Linked DNA regions of Mus musculus: regions 1 and 2 are each linked to region 3. The links are chromatin contacts, called in public Hi-C maps. All regions are on one chromosome and are shown on one strand. Each heading gives the region's core, a stretch centred on a gene start, on an enhancer-like site or on the middle of the called end of the contact. The rest is flanking DNA. Distances are from core to core; before and after follow the strand shown.

Region 1 (4,317 bases), core at 341-2,840, 840 kb before region 3:
CAGATTGACATAATTTCCTTGGGAAACTGCTATCATCTATTGTAGTTGCAGAGAGACCTTCTGTAGCCCATTGACTCCCTTTCTTTGGAAACAGCTTAAATAGTTGTTGTAATGAATTTAAACATCAATAATGGATAAATAATGGATAAATTGTGGCATAGATTTGTATGTGACAATGAAAATGAACAAACTACTCCTGTAAGACAAAATATAGGTGACTATTTTATATATATATATATATATATATATATATATATATATATATATATATATACATACATATATATGTGTGTGTGTGTGTGTGTGTGTGTGTGTGTGTGTGTTAGCAAAAGAGGTCAGACACAAAATGCTTTTACAAAACATAAAACACACCTACTACCACACACATGCATATATAGGCAAAGAAAGCATTCATGAAGGAGAGTTCCTCTGGAGAAGAGGAAGAGAAACCTGAGATGCTAGGTGGATCTTTTACTGCTCCCACTATCATCCCCCCACTACAATCCCCCCACATCCTTATCCTCTGCAAGATCAGCAAGTGCTCTTAACCACTGAACCATCTCTCCACCCTTTTGAGTTGAGTTTTTAAGAACATCTTCTGTGGGAATTCTGCAGCTGCCACTGTCTCTGAGTGAAATACCTTATCAGGTGTTCTGCTGTAGTATTTTAGCCCTGAGACAGAACTGAGAGTAGCAGAGGGGCTCTATGATTGACAGTCCCATTCACACTGAAGGGAACCTGGGCAAAAAACTTCCTTTGAGGATGGGATGCAGATACCATATGTGTACTGTGTGCTAAGTAATTTTCAATTTTGCATACCAGAGACTTGGTCAAATTGTCCACTTCTTGAATAAACTACAACTGGACAAGCAATAGAGAGAAAACCTAACTCTCACCAACACTCTATGTCATTACCAATATTTGCCATCATCCTCGATGATATTAGATGTTATCAACATTTGAAATTTCTTTAGCCTAATGAACAAAAGTGATAGTATCTGGCGCCTTTTACTCATTTATATTTCTTCTACACTTTGTCCTATGTGGCAGAGATCTTACAAATGGTATTGAGGGCACCTGCAAACATGATGGTCTCTGTTAAGAAGGCAGCTTTACCACTGGCGTTATTTAGGATTGAAGTAAAGAAAAATAAGCAGTCAGCCTGGTAGTCTGTTTTACTAACGCTTTCACTGTCTACAGACAACACATCTCCTGTGCGTGGATCCACTGTCTGCACGCTTTCCTCTGACTGGTTTGCTTTGTTTAACACTCGGTAATATTTCTATGTGCATTCTGGACACTGATGTTTTCTCAATCTTTGTTATTGTATTTTCATTTTGTTTATTGTTTATTTAGATTTTCTCCCCATATCTCTAGAAGATAATCAATTCCTTGAATGGCGGGCTAGAGACATTGCTTTAAATTACTCCCTGATTGAGTTAGAAGATTCTTATATCCGTCCCTTAATAATGTCAGAGAAGCAGCCAGATCCAGCTGTGAAAGTACAGCCAGTCAATACTAGATATTTTTAGGAGATGAATTGTATCACAGCAAAAAATCTCCCCACAGAAAGAATGAGTCACGAAGATGACAGATTGCTGGTACGATTTGCAATAAACTCTGGCTTGCCACTTTCTGACTCACTGATTAAAGCATAAATGGATTAAAACCATTTCTCTTTGGCTTTTAGTTTAGGGAAACATTGTTACTATTCAGTGTTACTATTCAGGGGTTTGGTTATAACTGCAGGGTAGTGAGGCAGAGAGATTGAAGAGACTGTAATTTGGACTTTAACACTGTCACTAGGGTAAGAGACTGTAACCAAGGCTGAGCTTCTCTCTCCCCAAGGAAGACAGACATGAAGATAGCTTGCTTGCCAGAAGCCCCCTGCTCCTTGCTCCAGCTGTAGGTCTCTGTGAGGAATGGCATAGAGAATTTCTCAAGACATACTCTGTGCCTTCCTGGGGACGAGAGCTGTGCATCTGTGGTAGTTGTCACTGTGGGCTTGTGGCATGTGCAATGATGTAACAAACAGCTCCACCGTACTTGTGGCCTCACCCATCTGCCTGTTTGTTCAGAAGGTAGATAGCCAACAACACAAGAAAGAAAAGCAACCAAACCAAACAAACCCAGTAAGCTTTGTGAAGCTGTAAGCCAAGGAGGATTTATTGAGCAAATCAAAGGGCAGCAAGATGTGATCCTCTGAAAACAACCCATTAACCACAGGATCCAAATCACACCTTCAAAGGTGAGCTTTCAGTCCCCCTCCCCAACACATATTCATGTCCACACACACACATACACACTCACACATATACTCTGACACACACACACACACACACACACACACACACACACACACACTCACAGACACACTGTATACAAAAGTATAGCTATACATACTTATATAAATGTTAATTTTTATGCATATATAGGGCCACATCTGGCCACAAACATTCATGAACAACTACATGCATACTTGCACAGAACTACACATATGCAGCAGCACATATGATACACACTCATGCATAGACTTATACACACACAAAAAATAGTCACGTACTCTTAGAGAGCATTCATTTTCAGGAGAGTGCTCTCTACTTGGAGATTTGGGGATTCCATTTGTAACAAAAGTGTTTTAAAAGTTTATCTTTCCTGTACTGGGGCATATAAAGTTTGCGTGTCCAATGGGCCTCTCTTTCCAGTGATGGCCGACTAGGCCGTCTTTTGATACATATGCAGCTAGAGTCAAGAGCTCTGGGGTACTGGTTAGTTCATAATGTTGTTCCACCTATAGGGTTGCAGATCCCTTTAGCTCCTTGGGTACTTTCTCTAGCTCCTCCATTGGGAGCCCTGTGATCCATCCATTAGCTGACTGTGAGCATCCACTTCTGTGTTTGCTAGGCCCCGGCATAGTCTCACAAGAGACAGCTACATCTGGGTCCTTTCGATAAAATCTTGCCAGGGCCAAAAAGGTTGGAGAGGGTGGGTAGGGGAGTGGGGGTGGGTGGCTATGGGGGACTTTTGGTATAGCATTGGAAATGTAAATGAGCTAAATACCTAATAAAAAAATGGAAAAGAAAAAAAAAGGAAAAAAAAAGAAAATTCTATGTTAAATACAAAAAAAAAAAAGTTTATCTTTGTGTTGCTTCATTGCTGAACACTCTAAAGATTGGCTAGTCTTCAAGTCCTTCCTTTTGTACTAAGCTTGCAAGGCAAGTGGCCTTGCAAGGCCTGAAATATTTCCTTTAGTCTTGTTTCTGCTCTCACCACAGTGCTGGCACAGAACCTCATGTGTAGGAGAACCTTGATCTATGTTGGAAAATTCTTACATTTTTCTCTTGTCTGGGTCTTAAAATTAAAAGGTTTGGGATTTCTTGTCTCCTTTTCCTTGTCTGGCCTATGATAGATGTGCCAAAGCCCTGCCTCTATCTCTTAGAGGGAAACACTCTTCAAGAGACTAGGAAACTTGACCCATTTCCATGTTCTTGAAGATTTTATCAGAAATACCCAGTTCCTCAAAGATCACCAGTGCAAACACATTAGTCAACGGTTGCTGTGTACAGACACCTGAGATGTTAAAGGAAGGGAGACTTGCTTAGCCATAGTTTCAGAGGTGTCAGTCCATCACAGCCAGGTAGGATGATAGAAGGACTCATATCATGGTGACCAGGAATCAGGCAGAAAGACAATGCCTTCGCTGCCTTGCCTTCTGTCTTTTCACTTCTTATTTCTTCCAGGCCTCTGACCTCTAAAATAGTGCCACAGGTGTTTAGGGCTTCTTCCTGCTTTAGTTAATTCTCCCTGAAAAGGCTGCCCCAGTCTCAGCCAGGCGTGCTTCACTTACCCACTCGATGTGTCTCCACTTAGTCAAGATGACAGGCAAGATTAGCCATCACAAACCCTCCGCTTTACAAAGGAAGCTTGATATAAAGGTATTTCTTCAAACCTTAACACCAAGGTTCTCATTTTTTGGATAAATAAACCAATTGAGTAACTATTGTTTCTGAGCTAAGTTTGTGTGGTGTATTTCTTTTTTTTTTTTCATTTCCATCTTTGTTTTAATGTTCTTTTAAATATTTATAAAAATTTTAGTGTGTTCATTTTGATTTTGTACTTTAATATCAAAATAATTGTAAAAATTATCTAACCTTTCCTAATATTCAAACAGTGACAGACATTATTTCTTAATTTATTGATTGCTTTAAAACATATATCCAACTCTTCCCCTTGTATTCTTGAATTATTTTCAAATACTTCTAAAATTTATGGACATCTATTTAAGAAATCTTGTATTTACATTACAAGTGTTTACAC
Region 2 (4,580 bases), core at 1,253-3,752, 610 kb before region 3:
CAGCAACCAGAAGCCAGAAATGCATGACTTCTAGCTAAAGAGCAAAGGTCCTTTGATGAGAGGGAGTTCGGAGACAAGACGCAGTAGTCTGAGAACAGAGCACCTCTTCATTTAAGAAGCCCACAATGGCAAACACTTTCCCGGATCATGGTCCTACATCAGGGCTGGCAGTCAACTCTTGGTTAACCTTGATCTTGAAAAGCATATGTCAAGAAGGATTTGTTTCTAGCGCTTTTCCCGGAAGTGGCCAGTTTAGGTTGCCCTGCCCAGTGAGATTGTCCGTGTTCCTTTCTGTCGCTGTGAGCTTGCTGAGACGAAAGAGAGTATGAATAACTGCCACTCCTGAACTCACGCATGTGTGCTCCGGGTGCACAGAACTTCTCTGAGACTAGCTGATCCTGGCGTTTCCCTTCTGCCTTGTTGCAATGGCGTGCCCTTCGTCACCAGCCTTCCGAGTATCCCAGTCAAACCAGTTTAGTCCAGATCTGAGAAGATAAACTCACATACCCTGTCAAACCCTGTCAAATAGAGTCTTAATTTCACAACTTCAGTTTTGACAGGCTGTCTGGCTTCAAACCTTGAGAAGTTCTGTTACTCTGCACAAAGCCCGCCGGAGCATGGCTACCCACGAGGAAAAGCAAGGTGCTTCTCAGAGACTCTTCCCATGGCTGCTCTTCCATTGAGTACTCTCCTGCCTGGCTGGGCTTAGGTGCCTTTTCAAAGGTTGCTTGCATTCGGGATACACCCTGCCAGGCCAGTAGGCCTGAGGATGCTTCCTGTCTGAGTTCCTGGCCATCTTAAAGCCTCAGCAGTTCAGGAGGCAGAGCACCCTGGAAATGGATAGCCTGGCCTTGCTCAACAGTGAGTGACCCACTTGGCACCTGGAAAAAAAGGCCTGATGAGGTCTAGGGACTGTGCCACCACTTCCTCAGGGACCATCCTGGGGATAGCTGTGCCACCCTCCCACTGTGGCGATGGAGGATGTCAAGAGGATTCCACCTAAGGAGGCAGGCAGGGCCCAGCCTGCTCAGATCTCCTTACTCCACCCCTTGGGTGATTTACCAGTTGTCTGAAAAAAGAAAATACTGATGGGATCTGGGGCAGGACCATAAGGTTTGAAGGCAGTGAGGGGAAAAACATGAGGGTAGGTCTAAATCTCCTCCCCAGTTCTCCCTCTTTCCCTACCCTGTGAGAATTATTTAAGTGTAAACATTGCCTTTGTAAAACTTAGGATATCTTCATGGAAGAAAAACTACTGTATTACTCAACGTTAGTAACACTCGCTTTGAACCTTAATTCTCAAAACCACAGAATTTAAAAAATGCTGTAAATAGCTGACACGGTGCTCTTTACCGCATTCAGAGGAATCGCGTTCGTAATCACAGAACAGGGTGCAGTTGAATTGTTCTCGGCAGTAAACAGGAGAGTTTGTAAGGAGATACCCCGACTCGCTTTCAGATTAATAATGGAAAAGTTTCAGGGTGTCTCGAACACTAAAAAAATCTTTTACTTCATTTTATTTATTTTTTAAGTTATTAGGCATCAATTGTAGTTCTGAGTACAGATAGAAGCCTGACATACGATCTCAGCCAAATTCCAAAATGTAGCAAAAACAAGGCCTGTGTATTTGGCAGGAATTTAAAACAGTCCAGGGCAGTGTCTATTTTCTGTGCCCAAAGAAGAGTTTGCGCATTTCGACTGGACTAGGAAAATAACAGGAAAACATGGGGTGGAAACAACTAATACTGTAATCGCCAACGAAGGCTGGCTGAAGGAGCAGATCAGGAATTAGCGCCCAAGCTGCAGTGTGGGGTCCAAAGATGTTTGGAGGACACTGGGCACGGAGAGTGGACTTCATTGTTAGGACGACATTGCCTTCTCTCTCCCAAAGCTCTCACCTTGCAAATCGCCCCCTCCCAGCCCAGGCCCAGCTCACTTCTTAACTCTTCCCTGTGAGCTAACCTTCAGTCAGCCCTTCCATCAAGGCAAAAAAAAAAAAAAAAAAAAAAGAAAGAAAGAAAAAGAAAAAGAAAAAGAAAAAGAAAAAGAAAAAGAAAAAGAAAAAGAAAAAGAAAAGAAAAAGAAAAAAAAAGAAAGGCTTTGTGAACAAAGCCTCGTTTTAAAGCCTTTCCCCCACTAAAAGTGCGCCCCTCCCCCTCCTTTAAAGAGGCGGTGTGGGGGTAATTTTCTCCTTTCCTTCCTTCCTTCCTTTCTTTCTTCCTTCCTTCCTTTCTTTCTTCTTCTTTCCCCCCCTTTGAGTTTTGTGTTTCTGCAGTCCAGGCTTGGGAAGCCGTCCTTGTTTGAGGGTTGATGGATATTTCTTCAGAGATACCATCATACCGCTTGTTATTGTAACACTTATTGGTGATAAAGTTCAGAGTAAAAATTAAGCAGCTGCAATGTAGCAGCACAAATTAGTTTAATGTAAGCAGTCAGGAGCAGCTGGCTGGCTCAGGACTCGAATTTAGCTGTGGGGGGAAGGGTGCTGTGACGCTGACAGGGTTTTTTTTTCCCCTCTACATAAACATTTTTTGGCTGTTACAGCTTTTGTGCTGATCATGTGACAGTGTCCCTAGGCAGATAATTTATTTCTGTGGCTTTCATGAGCAATCATTAACCTTCAGACACTGAGTTTGCGTTCTGCTTTGTGGCATTTGTTATTATTATTATTGTTATTATTATTATTTTTTTGTGTACTAACTAGTTTAATTCAGAAACTGTCAGGAGAAAATTACAACCAATTCATAACAGGTTCCAATGCATAACACTTAACGTTGCTATTAAAGCAGATTTTGCTCACAAGATCGCTCTTCTGGCTTTTCTGGGTGTTGGTGGATCTGAATTGTCATTTTCATTGTGGCTGTCACTTGGAGGTTCCTTCAGTGTCCCTTTCTCATTGCCAGGCCTCTGCAAGGTGGCCTGGCAGAAACAGGACTTGGTGAGATCTCTTTGGCAGTCTTTCCTCCCTAGGACACTGGAAGTACAATGGGCTTGGAAATGGGTATTCTGATGTTGGACCCTGTGTCCCTTCAACAACACACTCACCTTCAGTAAACATTGTGGCCATTGGTAGAGAATAACTGGAGCCAGGATATATCAGGACTGAACAACAAAGAAGCCAGCAAGGATGTCTTGCATAAATCAGAAGGGACAGAGGAGTATCATTCCTTACATCTACTAATCATACTGACCCTGGTTTTTTGTTTTTTTGATTTTTGTTTTGTTTTGTTTTTTTAATTTATCTGTTGCTTCGATCTGTGATCTGTTTGTGTTGACTGTCCTTTCCTACAAACCAGTAATTCAGGAGTGATGTGTGCAGGACCACTCTCTGGCGTCTATCATACATGATATCGTCAGACACTTTCAGAATGCCGATTATCTTGTGGGTATTGTGTGGGCCCTGTTAGATATTCATTTATTCATTCTCTCATGGTGCATGGCTGGTGGGGGGGTGGTGCCACTCAAGATTACTTGTGCAGAGGGATTTGATAAAGTGTATTTATAAACCCCAAGAAACTGTGCTTACTGCAAAGCAAGAGAAAGACCTGTCTTCTTTTCTATTTTACTCATTTTGAAAGATTTCAGTGATGAGAGTTATCCTTCATTGACCTTAATATTTCATAAAGATAGATGTGCGAGTTATTGAATGCAGCACAGAAATTCCATTCGTTTGTAATTGTGATTTGAGAGCTAAAAACATAGTGGGAATGGATACTGTATGTCTTTAAACCTTTACAAACATCACCAGTGGGCCAGATACTAGACCGAAAACAAGGCAGAACTTGATTAAATGATCCAGATGTGAAGGCCAAAATTTTTGGGTGGGGCTAGTGTGATGGTCCAGTTGGTAAAGTCGCTTGTCTTGCAAGTCTGGTGACTTAAGTTCCATCCCTGGAAGGGCCTTATATAAAGGTAAAAGAATAAAGCCCACTCCACAAAGTTGTCCTTTGACCTTGTCATGCACCGTGCACACATACAAAAACAACAACAACAATAACAGCACAGGTTTTTTAAAAAAATAAAGTATCTGCGTCTTTGGTGTTGCATAAGGTCCCCTAGGTGTGATTAATGTGAATATGCACAAACTATTTTATGAGTTGCATTGTTGCTCAGAAGGATGAGAGGACAGAAACTTCTTTGTCCTTGGAAGACAGATTTCCTTCACAAATCTAAGGTCCTAGAACTCTGGCTTTCTCTACTTCTTTCCAAGGTCACCTCTTTGCTCACTGGATCCTAGGTTTATCTATACAAGCTGGGTTGGATTTGTACTTACATATCTGTATTTAGTAAGTCTTTTCTTCTTCCTGATTTTAAAAGAAATTCATACAAAAATACTGTCATGAATCCCCCAAAACAGTGACATCTGAGTGCTGAGTTTCCTATGCCTGGTGGAGAAGTCAGCCCCAACAGTGGTCATAATAGATACACAACTTGCCCTCACCACAGGCAAAGATGTACTCAGAAAATACAGCAAGCAGAGTTGGGAAAAGCCAATATACGAGGAAACTTTTCTGGGTCAAGCATTCACAGTTCATTCACTCTAGATACTCCGTCATAGTTTCCTTTCTAGATTCAGCTTC
Region 3 (4,992 bases), core at 883-3,382:
CCAGCAGAGGCAGGAGAATCTTTGTGGGTTCAAGGCTAGCCTGGTGTATAGAGCTAGTTAATCTCACTTGCCAATTTTGTGATAAAATGCTATGAATCTTTCTTATATTTGTTTTCTTTCAAGGTAGATGTTAGTTTGTGTTTCTTCTCCTTCAAAGAGGAGTTTGAATATGAGAGATGAAACAAAGCTAAGATGAGGTGTGTTGTACCCTTAAATCATGGATTCCTCTAAAATGTAAGATTTGCCCATCATTCTTGTTTAGTTTATTGTCTACACATGGTGACCGCATGAATGCTTAACTGCCTCAATTATTCAGTTTCTTTTATTCCATCCTTACTCCCTTTATCTTTCTCTATTTTCCAAGCTGCTACAAGAATACAAGAATAAGGAGATAATTTTAATTGGCTCCTTCAAAGTCTGGTCCTGTTAGTAAACAGTCATCAGTATATTGTTGACAGGACTAGTGCGTCTACAATGTTAAGAATTTTTAGAAGGCAAATAAACTGCTCTATTCTAGAATCTTCTGTAGGTTCGTTGTGACTTCTTGTGGATATTTATTTCTTTCGGTTGCACCTCCTTTTCACCTTGGCTGGTGTTGATAATGACTTATTTGCTTTTGAAAAAGTATATTTGGCCATGCGTGAAAACTAAGTGGAAAGTGGAAATTATGTGATATAGTATCCCTTACACCGCTTTCTTTACTCAGAAGTCTAGCAATTGAATTTTATTTATTGTCCAGAAACTTACCTACAGAATTATTTGTATTTAAAATTTTACTTGCAACTACTATTAGACAAGCCCTATAATTTATGGCCGGTTGAGTACAATAATTTTTTTCTCTTTTATTTTCTTTTATATTTGTGTTCCAGCTTTTAGTATGAACTATATTTTCATATTGAAGGCTTATTGTATAACTCTGAGTCCAGACTGACCATACCCTGCATTGTTTTGCCGATTTGTTCATAGACTTCTATTTTTGCTCTAACAGGTCTGGACTTTTTCTGTTTGCTGCTTTCATATGCTGATTTCAGACTGCGCTTGATTCTCTCATTGTGTTCTAAAGAAAGGTTTATCCATTATTCACTGAAATAATAGAAATTAAAATGTTGTATAAAGACAGGCGGTGAGGCTTTATTTAATTAAACAAAAAATAATGATCTAGAAAATGCAATGAAAAGTGGGGATGGGGGCAGGGCTTGTTGCTGAAAGTCCTTACTGATAAGAGAAAACGGAAGTCTTCGTTCAAGAAGAAAAAGTAAGGGAAATTAAGGTCAGACTGTGTATTTGGAATATTCATGACTAAAAACGAGTGGAAGCAGGACTTTTTCATTGTGTGATTCTGAAGAAATGCTAAGATGCCATTGATTTATATTTCTCAAATCCTGCTTCGGGTAGGTGCACAGGCGCTTGTGATAAACAGGGGCTCTAGGTAGCAGGCACATGCATCAGGCGATGGCTAGAGTCGGGCCTAAACTCCTCTGTAGTTATCTCCACTTCTACTTTGCGCAAGTATCATTGAGGGATGTGGCGTTGGGGTGGAGGGGACGCTAAGATAGTCTCCAATTGGAGAACAAAACTAAAGGGACTGTAAATTCTGTGTTGCCTGTCTCTCCCCAGCCCCCCTTTCTGGGTTTTAAGGTGGTTTAACAGATTTTCCTTTTTCCCCGTGGCATACTGTTTACATTTTCTACTGATTCCTACAGTACTTGTTCTTGTGGGAGAAGAAATGAGGAAATATATAAAGAATAATCTGAACAGTAGAAGGATTCTCTGATTTCTCTCTCAGCAGTGGTTTTCCATCCGAGTGGCTCCTGGGTAGGGAGTGTATCAAGCTAGGTTGGTGCCAGCTGGGTGCAAATTGCCTCTATTTCATGTTGTCTGCTTTGTACTATTACCTGCCTACAGCAAAACAGGGCCCCTCCAGTAGAGTAGTCTCTTTAACCAAATATCAAACAAATTAACCTTTTGGTGTGTTCCTAGGGTCCTCTCAAGTGAAGGAACACTCCTGTGACATCACTGATGGCAAAGGTTAGCCTAAAAGTAAAATGAAATCATCCGGCCAGCCAGGCCCTGCGGGAGAATCAAGGCTTGTAATTAGATTGAAGGCTCCTAGGAAACAGAGCCCTGTTGCCGGCAGAGCACTCGCAGAAGCTAATTGGAGTAAGCTTTTGCATCAGCGCTCCTGCTCCGCATCACTTACAGCCTTGAAAATAGCCGTAATGATGTATGACGATTGAGTCACTCCCTAATTTTAGCAACCCAGGCTAAACATGAATTACAAGACGAACATGTGCTTGACGTTGTTCTATCTCTCATTTGAGAGTTCTGGGATGCTCTAGGTCTGGACTGGCTCACAATCGTGGTGGTTCTCTGAGAGTGGCAGAGCTTGGAGTAGATCATGCTAGCAGGCTCAGAGAGCTTTGCTCAAGGACCAAGCAGATTCCCTCTGTTCGAACCCATGATAGTCCTTGTTTACTTGTCTGGTTGGGTGTCTTCCTACCTCTCTTGCCAATTGTTCTTTTTTTTTCCCCTTCAAACAGAGTCTGACCAAGACTTGCAATTGTTTTAAATGATTTCTGTGGTCAGTTAGGGAGAAAGAAATCTGATTATCAGGCAAATAAGCTGAATTTACCATCTGCCTGGCTATCGTGACTCAAGCCAGAAACAAACTGACTTGGGAGGCACAAGAAAGTGAGCAGGAACAGACCCTATCTTGTTATTTGATTGTCTGATCTCCTTGCCAAACCATCACACCATCTTTCACTTACATAGCTCCCTTCTTGTGCTTCTCAGGGTATAAGAAACGGGCGAGTTTTTGTTTCTTCATGGCCTTCAAGTTTTAAAGAGTTGTCAGTCCTTGGGTGATGGACTTATTATAACTAAGATAAGTAAACATTCAGGACATATTTCTTACTACTCTTGAGACAGCTGCCATGTTTGAATTCTCTAAACCTCCCATTCTGCGTTCACAGAATAAAAATTCTGTGACCCATGATTGGCATTCATAAACACAAAGTTTTATTTCGGGCAAATAGGAAATGGTGAGGGTGTGCCATGAGTTATTCCTTTGGAAATTGTATTATAACAACACTAAAAAAAGAGCTTAGATTTATGGACTTTGCTGTGCACAAGGCTGATACTTAATCATGTTAAATGATGATGCCATTTAAAGCTCATGCTCCTTGCACAGGTGGAAAACCCAGGCATTTGCATGTCTTTACAAAGACACACACCAAACAGATTTGTGAAGGACTCACAAATGGAACAGTCACATCGCAGAAGCCTATACAGATCACAAGTCCCTGTTTTCAACACGTCCACATAGCTATCCCAAAGCAAAACTCTCTCCATGTGCTCACATTAAGTCTGTTTATTTCTTATATATGGATGGCTTTTACATTTTGCACTAGCTAATCTCTTGTCCTATTTCAAATCAGAATCTGGATATTATTTACCATCTGCCTCTGTGGGATGCACTTGCCAAGTCCCTTAATTTGGTATAATTGGCAAGTTTTCAGTGTACATAATTTATATTAAAAAAAAAAAAGCTACCCTGAAAAAAAGATTAATTAAACCGTTTCTTCTGGGTCCCTAAAAGTGCAGCGTTTTCCAATAATATGACTTTAGGGCCTTAAGGTCTTCTGTGTGTGTGTGCTGTCACAGCTGAGCACATTAAAAATGTATGTTGGGTTGGTCCCTGGTGCCTCTGAGCTGGTCAGAAAGATGTCACTGGCACCTGGGTAACATCACAAATACTCACTGAATTAAGCAGCTTGCATTTGCATCCAAGTCTTTTGTTCCAAGCTTTCCAGACATTTGAAAACACTAGACTGCAGTGTAATTTATGGATACCTCTGTGTTGGCAATTCTGTCACTGATATGATAGGAAACACTAGAAAAAATACACCCAGATGTACAGAATTCTAAATAGGGGAAGTGAGAGACCATAAACTGACTCAGACAAGCAACACATGTGGCTAGGAAATAGGCAATGGACAGTTTCTTTCCCCTCTAGTCTTTTAAGTCTCCCATGAAGCTCCTGGTCCTAGAGATATATCCTAGGTGTGTGGCGGTATCTTCAACCTTCTCCAGTTCTAGCTAATGCCACTGTGGGAACTCTCTCTCAGACCACGCCTGTCAGAAGTTAATGCATCTAGTCCCCATGGTAAAGAGAGAAATAACAGTTTTGCCTACCTTTTTCTAGAGTGCTTCTGTGATTCGTCAACCTGCAGGTGGAATTTGTAGACGAGCATAGAAATGCACGTGAAGGTGCCATGCCTCTCCCCCTTTACCCTGAAGTACTCATCTTTGCATCCTTTTCTAGTCTCTCCCTCTTCCCTTCCAAGTCTCAGCTTGAATAATAGCATGCGCATGCTACCCATCTTAACCCTTGGTTGATGATGTCTTATTCTGTGCTTCAGAAAATACAAATTATTAAAAAAAATGTGGGTAGTTGCCATTCACTGTTCTTTGGAACCAAGACCATCTAGGGATTACTTAGGTCCCTAATAGTTACTATAACTCATAGCTTACTACGAATTAAACATCTCAGACTCTGAAAAATTATATTCCAACAGGTCCCCCTCCAACCCCCCCATGAAAAGTATATCAGCCAAGTAGGGCCAAGAATGCCAAAGATTTATGACTTTCTTGGTCATGAGTCCACTTTCTATTTACCCATCAATCTTAGTTTATGATTGTTCATATCTGGAGATGGTCTTGATCTGGTCAAGACACTCTGCTCATCAATATATGTTCAGATTAAAGTTGCATGTATTGAATTAGTGGGAGTCATGGTTTTGAATTGTTGTTGGGTGCAGCAATATCAGCAGTCTTGGATGGCTTGTCTTACTTTACCTCTAGGCACAAGCTTCATGATGGGATGTCATGGCTCCAAATTCTAAGTCCTATGCCTGAGTCACTCAGGAAGATTGTGTTGTAAGGCATGTGACTATGTAGTTTGATTTTGACACAGTTGGTCCTTACATCATT

What was found. A called contact is a pair of places that touch in the nucleus more often than the background predicts.
Region 1: a Hi-C map of the N1E-115 cell line shows a contact between it and region 3, with 7 times the contacts expected there. The contact joins two enhancer-like sites. A contact is called at or near these places in 2 of 484 Hi-C or Micro-C datasets (the C2C12 cell line and the N1E-115 cell line).
Region 2: a Hi-C map of the N1E-115 cell line shows a contact between it and region 3, with 4 times the contacts expected there. The contact joins two enhancer-like sites. A contact is called at or near these places in 1 of 484 Hi-C or Micro-C datasets (the N1E-115 cell line) and 1 of 115 datasets of contacts at active chromatin or transcription factors (a beta-TC-6 cell line).

The regions. Positions count from the first base shown.
Region 1 is chr10:17,858,559-17,862,875 of GRCm38.p6, reverse strand. No RefSeq gene overlaps it. Among named protein-coding and RNA genes, the nearest start is that of Gm20655, 25 kb to the right of the region's middle. Within about 2 kb of position 1,590, at least 35 of the 459 cell types and tissues checked have an H3K27ac peak or open chromatin away from gene starts, as enhancers often do. A contact at or near this core is called in the N1E-115 cell line, where this site is marked.
Region 2 is chr10:17,629,908-17,634,487 of GRCm38.p6, reverse strand. All of the region lies in intron 3 of Gm32543 (a long non-coding RNA gene), which reads left to right. Among named protein-coding and RNA genes, the nearest start is that of Gm32656, 28 kb to the left of the region's middle. Within about 2 kb of position 2,502, at least 44 of the 459 cell types and tissues checked have an H3K27ac peak or open chromatin away from gene starts, as enhancers often do. A contact at or near this core is called in the N1E-115 cell line, where this site is marked.
Region 3 is chr10:17,021,356-17,026,347 of GRCm38.p6, reverse strand. The region is part of intron 1 of Gm20125 (predicted gene, 20125); the gene reads left to right. Among named protein-coding and RNA genes, the nearest start is that of Gm20125, 72 kb to the left of the region's middle. Within about 2 kb of position 2,132, at least 28 of the 459 cell types and tissues checked have an H3K27ac peak or open chromatin away from gene starts, as enhancers often do. A contact at or near this core is called in the N1E-115 cell line, where this site is marked.